Regions from separate parts of the Zea mays genome. Here region 1 is linked to region 2. The links are chromatin contacts, called in public Hi-C maps. All regions are on one chromosome and are shown on one strand. Each heading gives the region's core, a stretch centred on a gene start, on an enhancer-like site or on the middle of the called end of the contact. The rest is flanking DNA. Distances are from core to core; before and after follow the strand shown. Region 1 holds the start of LOC100276768 (XS domain containing protein expressed). Region 2 holds the start of LOC103654523.

Region 1 (4,830 bases), core at 978-3,477, 270 kb before region 2:
GTTACAATAACATGGAAGTTTCCAATTGTGCAGCTATGATGCTTCAAGGGGAAAACATCATCAAACTCAAACTGCACCTAGAACCTTCCTCGCCCTCTAAAACCGCCACGGCCTCCACCCCTTGGACCTCGACCACCCCCCCTTGGTGGTCCTCTTCCACCGCGGAAAGAACCACCACCACGGCCTCGCCCAAAACCCCTTCCTCCACCACGCCCACCACCTCTAGGTGCTCCTTGAGATTGTCCCCTGTTTAAAGCAAACAAATAAATTAGTAAATAACTCCACACGAGATATAATATAATTATACTGTGAGGCATTAGAAACCTATGAGCACCTTGTTTACTTGTATATATTTTTTCTCAAATGATGCAGAAGAGCTGTACTGCATTTCATTAATCATTGTGCCCACCCCTCTATGCTAGGTCCGCCAAAAAAAGCATGTTTAGCCCCATAGACGACTTAATGCCGTTTTAGACCCTTTTCTTGGCTCCGTGATTTATGGCACGGGTTGCTGCACTTGAGCCTACATGGCGGCTAGCTCAGCGCCACGTGTCCTGTCACCACAACCGATCGTTGACAAGAATGACTAAATTGCAAAAAGTCCTGGCTAGGTCCGCTACCTATTTCTTTAGAACTTCCCCCAAATTTATGATCCATAACACAAAGGGAGAGGATAATCACGACCCTAACACCAGTTGGTGACTTAGAAGTTAGAAGCAACATTTCAACGCAAGCTAGACATGCATATTAAAATAGTGTCGTTATTGACTTAATCATGATGTCATAAATTTTAATGATTATTTAACCACAAGGTAAGAAGACAACAATTAGTATCTTAACAGAGAGGTTTGACATTTTTTCACGATTTCACACAATTTAAATAAGTTAAAACACAAATTGTTTAAATTAGTAGGTGTGAACTTATCAAGTGCAAAAAAAAAAAAACAAATGAATGAGGCATCTTGGGTCCATTTTCACAAAATGGCAAGCAAACAATGCAGCATAAACAACAACGAGCTCATACTTTGGTTGTGGCAGGAAGCGTGAGAGCGGCAGCAATTTCATTGGGTCGATATAGAACTTGTCGCCTTCATTGTACGATGTTGCAATGATCCCCTCCATCATCTTCACAGAGAAATACTACACATACAAAAAAAGATCATATTCACGATAACATTAGTAGCATAGCTAAAGCAGAAATTCCAAAGTTCCCTCAACAAGAGTTGCCTTACTAAATGACACATCAGAATATCATGCTCCGTGTCGTCGTTTTACAGTACAAATGTGGCAACATATCCCAAAATCTTGGTGCACTGCTATTACAACAAGGACCTCACTACAAGACTACAAATATGCAAAATCGCGCACCAAATCCTCACCGTCTCTAAGCAAAACACCTTCAACAAGCTACGCCAATATTATTGCTCTTACCACATTAGAAATGCACCACAACCTCGAGTACCCACGAGGACGTAAAAAAGAGTAGTTTTTTTTAGATTAGGGAGGCGAGGAGGTGCTCACGGATTCGTTGATGGGGCCGAAGATCTCTTCAACCTTGCCGATCTGGGTCTTGTTCTGCAGATAGATGGGCGCGTTGAAGTAGGGCACCTTCTCGTTGGTGAGCTTCGTCACCGCCTCCCCCTCGCACGCGTGCAGGAACGTCGAAACCTCTGCGCACGCCAAGACAGACAGAAACCCCACCAGAAGGTCAGAAAAAAACGAGAATACCAGAAAAGGAGCCAATACCCTGACGGGGAGTGGGTAGGAGTATGGGTGGCACCGACCGACGACCTCCGCGGGCGGGCCCTCGTCGCGGAACCCGCCGCCGAAGCGGCCCCCGCCGCCACCTCGGCCACCACCGCTGAATCGGCCCCCGCCGCGGCCCCGGCCTCCTCCTCCGCCGAACCGGCCACCACCGCCTCGCCCTCTCGGTGGTCGCATGGCGCGCGGTGTGCTTCTGGGCTCAAGGAGAGCTGGCAACCCGGATGCGAGGATGGTCTTGGCGGCGGAGAGGGTGCGATGGAGGTGCAGGGTTTATTAGGGTTTTAGCATGGCGGGCGCGGGGTTTTGGTGTGGTGCATTAGGAGGCTGACAGGTGGGCCCAGGATGGTGGCCGTTGGATCGGTGGTTCTGCCGGGTAGAGGATCAGTGGACGGTGATGTGGACGCCCAGAGTCCTTGCCGTTGATGTGTGTCCTCAAAGATCGCGTAATCGACCGAAGCAAGTGAGGCTGTTCTCTTCACGTGTCTATGACATCTGGTCCTACTCGTCAAAGTCGATCTATCTCACATCGCATGTACTCCATGTAGCCACCAAGTCCAGCCCTTTTTCCCCAAAATCGACTTCCAATCCCGACGAAACCCTAGAAATCCTCCGGCATGATGTCCGCCGCCAATCCGCAGGTCAAGTCCACGCCGCTGCCTCCGCCCGCGGCGCCCACCGCGGCGTCGCAGAACCCGCAGGTCGCTGCCTCCAAGGCGTCGTCCTCTTCGACGTCCGCCGCCGACCCCAACCCAAACAAGCGGACCAACCCGGGCAACGCCGCTGCCGCCTCCGCGCCCCCAGAGCCTACCCCGAGCGTCAACGGGGAGGCCAGCCGCTCGCCTCTGGTCCCCTCGCCGCTCCCTCACCCTCACGAGCAGCACCACCCTCCGCCCGGCGCGTCGCCTCTTCTGCCGCCCCTGCCCCCGTCGCGGCCGCTGCTCACCGTAGCCGCGGTGGAGGCGGTGATAGCAGCCATCCCGCCGCCACCGCGGTACGGGCTGGAGGACCTCGACCGCCGCACCGTCGCGCTCTCTGACGGCACCGTGCGCACCTACTTCGCTCTCCCGCGCGAGCCGCCGCCGCAGCTCCGCCAGCCGCCGCCGCCGATACCCGCGCATCTCTTAGCGCCGCCACCGCCCCCACTGCCCCTGCCGCGCCCGTCCCTCGAGCGGTGGGCTCCTCCGCCACCCATGCCTACACTCCTGCCCGCTGCCGGGCTGCTTCCGCTGCCTGTTCCGAAACGGAAGTGGGAGGATCAGGTCAATGGTGTTGTGCCCTGGGAGTCCTCCGTAAGCACGCTGCAGAAGAAGTCTGAGGCGCATGCTGCGAAGCAGATGAAAGTGGAGAAGCAGGTGAAGGTGGAGGAGACGGGGGTGGACCCGAAGGTGCTGAAGAGCGCCTTTCTTAAGATGGTGAAACTGATGAATGAGAATGAAGCGGATAAGAAGAATTACTGGGCCAATGGGAAGCTTTCCCAGCTGAAGTGCCCTGTATGTCAAAGGTATGCTGAAAAATCTGAAAGCCCTGTTCTTGTCTTATGTCCGAAGATGCTTATTTGAGTGTCTACAACCAAGAAAATTAAAATGTTCATGCCTAGCGTGATACAACATATAACACTGTTTGATGAACATAACTTTGTCGGTAGTATCTTATTATACCTGGCCATCAGTGCCTAGCTGTGGTCATATAGCCCCCCCCCCCCCCCCCCCCCCACACACACACACACCGGAAAATGCTCTTAGGCTATTTAGTTGAAAGAGAACCTTTCAGATTATGTGACATGTCTATACATCCTATAGTGTGTACTTGTGTAGGCCTGTGAGGCTGTGACTATGAAGGGAATCTATGGACCATTCCTTGTCCAGAAGTACTAGCTATGGAACACCTAGTTGTAAAACCTTATTTATTTTAAAAAAATTGTATTACCAATTAGTGTTAGATGATCTTTACAGTTCAAAAGACTCGTCATTTTTTACCTTTGGATTTACCATGTCATGACACGTCCTCAGATTCTCTTTATTTCTGCTACATTTGGTATTTTGTGCAGAATCATCATTCCCCTATGTTTGCTACTGTATCTAAACATTTCTCATGTACATGTAAAGTTTGCTATAAATGAAATAATTACAGTTGGTGCTTTCCGTGTTCAATTTGTACAATAAATGAATGATACTTAGGTAGAGAGTCAATTTAAAATGAATTGAAAACAAGGAATCAATAGATGGAAGAAGGACAGGCTTGGCGCAGTGGTGAGAAGCCTTCCCACTGAGCCAAAGGTCCTGGGATCAATGCAGCTCTCTGCAAAATGCAGGGGTAATGCTTGCCTCGGTTATTTCTTGCCTAGGCCCCACTCATGTGGGAGTCGCCAGCACAGGTGTGTTTTCAAGTCGTCCGATTAATCGCGATTAGTCGTGGTTAATCGTCCAAGTCGGTTTGGATCAATCACGATTAATCGCCCAAGTCGTCTGATTAATTGTGATTAATCGCCCTAATCGGTCAGCCAGAACGACCAGCAAGTTGTCCGACTTGAAAACATTGGTGTGTCCAATCAATAGATGAAAGGAACATGGGTAAAAAGTCAATTAAAATTGAATTTAAAATAAGTAGATCTTGGCTAGCCTTTGGTAGCAGGATTCCTAATTGTTACAGTATTATACTTGATGTGATAGATAGGTTTACTACAGGGTGAAACCTTCACCAAATAGTTTATGCAGTCCATGCTTCTTGACAAGGCTAAAGCTCATACTAGGATTTTTTTTGTTGACACAGTTAAAGCTTATACCAGGATTTTTTTTTTGAGTTTTTGAGAAATATGGCAGTACCCTTCTGCATCTGCCCTCTGAATGGTTTTGTTAACTGGCCTTCTTTTACCTGTTTTGCTTATTTTTCTTCTCAAATGGGAATTGGTTTTGTATCAGATGATGCTCTACACAATGGAGCTATTCATGTGTTTATTCAGTAACTGACCTTCGTTGTTCAATATTTTATATATATACAATAGCAACCCTAGTATTGCCAGATGTCATCTACCCTAATTTCTTCTTGATTTCACAAGCAACTGGGTTT
Region 2 (4,647 bases), core at 1,013-3,512:
CCGACCGTTGGAGCTCTGACTTCTGGGCCCGCCTGGATGTCTGGTGGCACACCGGACATGCACTGTAGAGTGTCCGGTGCGCCACTTCGCGCGTGCCTGACTTCTACGCGCTCTGGCGCGCATTTAATGCTGTAGCAGGTGACCGTTGGCGCCGAATAGCCGTTGCTCCGCTGGCTCACCGGACAGTCTGGTGTACACCGGACATGTCCAGTGAATTATAGCGGAGCGAATTCCCGAAGCTGGCGAGTTCTAGAGTCGCTCTTCCCTGGGGCACCGGACAGTCCGGTGAATTATAGCGGAGCGCCTCTGGATTTTTCCGAAGGTGAGGAGTTCAGTGTGAAGCCCCCTGGTGCACCGGACACTGTCCGGTGGCACACCGGACAGTCCGGTGCGCCAGACCAGGGCACACTTCGGTTATCCCTTTGCTCTTTTTGATGAACCCAATCCTTGGTCTTTTTATTGGTTAAGTGTGAACCTTTGGCACCTGTATAACTTATACACTAGAGCAAACTAGTTAGTCCAATTATTTGTGTTGGGCAATTCAACCACCAAAATCATTTAGGAAAAAGGTGTAAGCCTAATTCCCTTTCAAGCACAGGGAGAAGTACGGCTTCTTCGAGACCACCAACGGATGCTGCAGGACATCTTCTTTGTCTAGCAGCACCAAGGGAGGAGTATGGCTTCTCCATCTAGCAGCACGTCTTCGACAGCTACCAGTACCAATCCACACGTGGGAGAGAAGACGTGGAGCCGTGCGGAGCCAGATTTCAGGGCTCCGGCTCCCAACGTGAAAACATGCTCCCGCTCTGTATATGGAGCCGTTTTTAAGACGTCGTTTGGGAGGGATCCGGCAAGGAGCCAGAGCTAGAGCTGACTAGAAGCACTCCCAAACAGGCACTAAACTTTAATCCTAGAATTAATGGAACCAAACATGACCTAAACGTTAGTCCATGAACTAAACTTTAGTTCTAAAACCAATGGAACCAAACACGGTCTAAAACTTAAATTGTAACTGGAATTGTTTTTGTTAAACTTGTTTTAAAAGGGCTGAGATGCTCTAGAAGAGGAGACATTCAGGAGTCGATGACTTGTCAAACTGACTTCAAAGCTAGTCTGCTCTTCTCTTCTGTTTTGACTGTTGTTTCGTTGGGTGGATTGGTCTAATAGACTTGTTTTTTTTGGCTTGCGTGGGCTCAATACTTCATATCTCCTAAATTATTTTTATGGGCCATCTGCAAAACTATAGATTCTATTGGACAGTGACCCATCTCTATCCCTATTCATCACCTAAACTAGCCTGTTGTCCATACTTTGCTACGGATCCGTACTTTGCTACGAGTTTTATAAATCATATAAATAGATATTAAGATATTTATTTAAATATAATTATTGTTCATTTCTAAATACAAAGGTATGTGTGGTATAGTGGTTAGCTCCAGATTTCTGGAGCAGTGGGCGTGGGTTCGAGTGCTCGGTCTGCACTATTTTTTGATATAATTATTCTTTATTTATAAACATTAAGGTATGTGTGGTCTGGAGTGCTGGACATGTGGTCCATAGGGTAGTAAATGAGAGAGCGTTGTGTGGGGCCCACAGGACACGACCCCAAGGCGAGGCGCGTGGGGCGGGTACAGAGTGTCAGCGCCGACGAATGACATTTAGATATATTTTGTGATGGTGGCATTAGAGCACAAATGAAGTCCTAAATTTTTAAATATAGAACTCAAGTCATAAAAATTGTCTCCAACAAGAGTCCTAATTTGCTATTTTTTGTCAAATAGATTAAGAACTAGGTGGTTGGGGTCTTAAATATAGTACTCATCGACCTGGGTCCTATCTTTCCATTTTCCTCTAAACCAACCGATGGAAACTGTTGTTGAAGTAAAAAAAAAAGACGCCAAGATTTTGACGACAAGGATAAAAACCAGAAAACAATTTATACATTGTTAGAGTTAAAAAATTATTTGAGCCCTAAACATTTTAAACAAGGTCCTATTTTAAGTTTTAGGGCTCTTGTTTAGACTTATGGTTGGAGATGCTCTTATATGATATGATAGCTTTGGTATTGTGATGAAATACAATAGACGCGGAATAGTGAATGGACCCTTTTCATGTTTCACTCATGGATCCGGTGCTGGTTGCTTTGGGTAATTGGGCTCACGTGAACTTCGGCCCGAGTTTCTACAGAGCCCAGGCGGAGGTAGGCCCAGTAGAGTATTCTGGGCAATTGGAGATCAAAACAGCCCAACCACATCACTGCCTGGTGCGGTGGTGCCTGCACTGGAACTCTGGGACTGGAAGCTTCCGCAGTACCGCCCCACTCAAATCTCTCGACACCTGTCCTCTCGGCGTGATCTCGCTCACTCGTGGGCTCGTGGCGACAACTGGGCGACCGACGCCGATGCCAATTGCCAAGTGCCCTGGTCTTGATCGGTCTCTTCGCCAGGTCTTCGCCTCCAGGCCTTAGTCGGGCCCTTCGCCGGCGACGAGCACCGCCAGGCATGCACACCACATGCTCTCCCATTCCTGCTGCGCGGAATTGAGTTCGCTAACCCTAACCTACACTATTTGGCTGTATTCGTATCTGATTTATAATTACAAGTGTATACATGTATTATTCCTACTAACCTACAGTCTCTCTTGCAAACATTATTGAATGTATATGTGTACACCCATGCCCTTTACCAGGTCCGCCTCTGGCTGTAAGTGTAAGTGTGTGATGTTTTGCTTGCCTGAACATGTTCTGATTTGGTTTCTAGGGTCATCTGCTCGTTGCATGATAATCCTGTATTTTGGTCACATAAACGAGTTTGCTATCTATTTCTAGCTTATCTATAACTCCATAGTCAGGCTGATCAAGCTTTACAATCACTGAGTTGCGTGACCGAGTGGATCTTGCTGTGTGCTTTTAGAAGCTTGGAAGTAACAATGAGTATTCTTATTCAGACTTTATGCCTTGCATAGTTTTTGTTTAGCTGCAATGGATCCTGAAAATCTGGCATTGATGTCATAGTATAATAATCTTGCTGAAATCATAGGATCATCGCTTCCACAGGCATTGTTTTACGAAGTAATTTGCCCAAACTCAGAACATTGTTTGAACTGTGGCTCTGCCCTTGTTTGCAACATGAGTACCATCCTTATCCAGCCATTATGACTTGTAGAAATGTTTTTCCAACATAAGTACCATTATGTACACTTCCGACGGTGCATTGGCTGGACAATAAATTTATGATCATTATGAATTTTACTTTCTCTGGTCATACCTGTCATACTCTCTATGAATCTCACATTTTCTTACTGAAACAACAACAGCAATAACATGATACACTGCTATGAAAATTGTATAGCTGTAATATCTATAGCCTTACGGTGGAACGGGTGGATGCATAATTTACGGTTCAATTTGTCAAAGTCGGTAGTGGCCAGTGGGCACAAAAAGAAGCACACATGATTATTGCATGATTCAATACTTGCCTGTTTCTTGATGCATGCACATGGATGGGTATAATCATGCAATCTTTCATGTGCAATTGTGCAGGTGACACCGCATAACATCAATTTATTTTGGGAAAAAAGTTGCAGTGATGAATCATAAATGGTTCACAGGGATGATCCGCTGTTGCTATGTGTGTTCATAGGTACACCCGGTAAGTCTAAATTGATTTCTTTCCTCTTGACGTGCTCACTGAAGAAAAAAAGATCTATTATACATAATTATTAGTCTTGATCCGTTTAATTATCTGTTTGTAGTTGGGCCATTTTATCTGGACTTACAGTTATTTCCTACTTCTCACCTAAGCTAGCTTTTAATGGAAGTGCTAAGTTTACTTCATTGGGAAGATGAAGAGGTGATTCTATCCAATAAAAGGGGTTGCAGAGATCTGTAAATCAAAAATATTTTTATAATATGGTTCCCACACAGACACTGTAAGGGCTTGTTTGGTAAGGGGATTGGAGTGGATTAAGTGGGAAATGAACTAATTTTCCCCGTAATCCCTTCCATTCCAAACAAGCCCTAACTGTTTGGAGGAGGGGGAATATACATAAAATATTGGGAGGACTAGTTAAATTGATTAGGCACCTCATTCTGTTACTTTGCTTCCAACTATTGTGAATCCATGTTATTTTTCAGACCTTTTATAATCCTGTACAGTTAGTCTTTATATCATATATCAGTTAAGAGACACCTCTTCAAAGTGAGTGTATCGTGATCATTCATGTCAATTAGATACTTTCCTCAACCTCCTGTTTACTTCTCTTACTTGGGCCCCATCAATCTCCCTTCTGAGTTCTGACCCTTTGAACACACTACAACTGCAATTGGTAGGTGGTGCTAACCTTTCTGTGGTGACTTCTTCATTGTGTGTGCTCTCTAAAATTGGCAGGAATGCCTCTTTCTTAACTCTATTTCACCTCACTGTTTTTTTAAAATTTGACAACTAAATCTGGATAAGAAGTGATACTCAAGTATTTATTGTCACTTTGCTTCTATTTGAGCTCCTTCAATTATTTGCTGCAAGTCTTTTGCTCACTAAATCATGCATAATGCAAACGATGTTAACAAGTCTGACCCATTGACACCTGCTACCTTGCACAACTCTTAACATTCTATTCTTGTTGACACTTTGCTTCTACTTTGACTTT

What was found. Hi-C and Micro-C count contacts between places; a contact is called where the count stands out from the background.
Region 1: a contact with region 2 is called in a Hi-C map of ear, with 2.6 times the contacts expected there. The contact joins the promoter of LOC100276768 here to the promoter of LOC103654523 in region 2. A contact is called at or near these places in 2 of 25 Hi-C or Micro-C datasets (ear and tassel).

Annotation. Positions count from the first base shown.
Region 1 is chr4:207,890,245-207,895,074 of Zm-B73-REFERENCE-NAM-5.0, reverse strand. It overlaps LOC100276768 (XS domain containing protein expressed), which reads left to right and starts at 2,227. Exons shown (of 3, transcript NM_001150482.2): 1 at 2,227-3,265. The coding sequence starts at 2,379. LOC100273853 (putative H/ACA ribonucleoprotein complex subunit family protein) reads right to left here and starts at 2,021. Exons shown (of 4, transcript NM_001365801.1): 1 at 1,785-2,021; 2 at 1,522-1,670; 3 at 1,025-1,140; 4 at 1-246. The coding sequence starts at 1,941. The coding sequence ends at 78.
Region 2 is chr4:207,617,423-207,622,069 of Zm-B73-REFERENCE-NAM-5.0, reverse strand. LOC103654523 reads left to right here and starts at 2,262. Exons shown (of 3, transcript XM_008681352.3): 1 at 2,262-2,499; 2 at 3,542-3,650.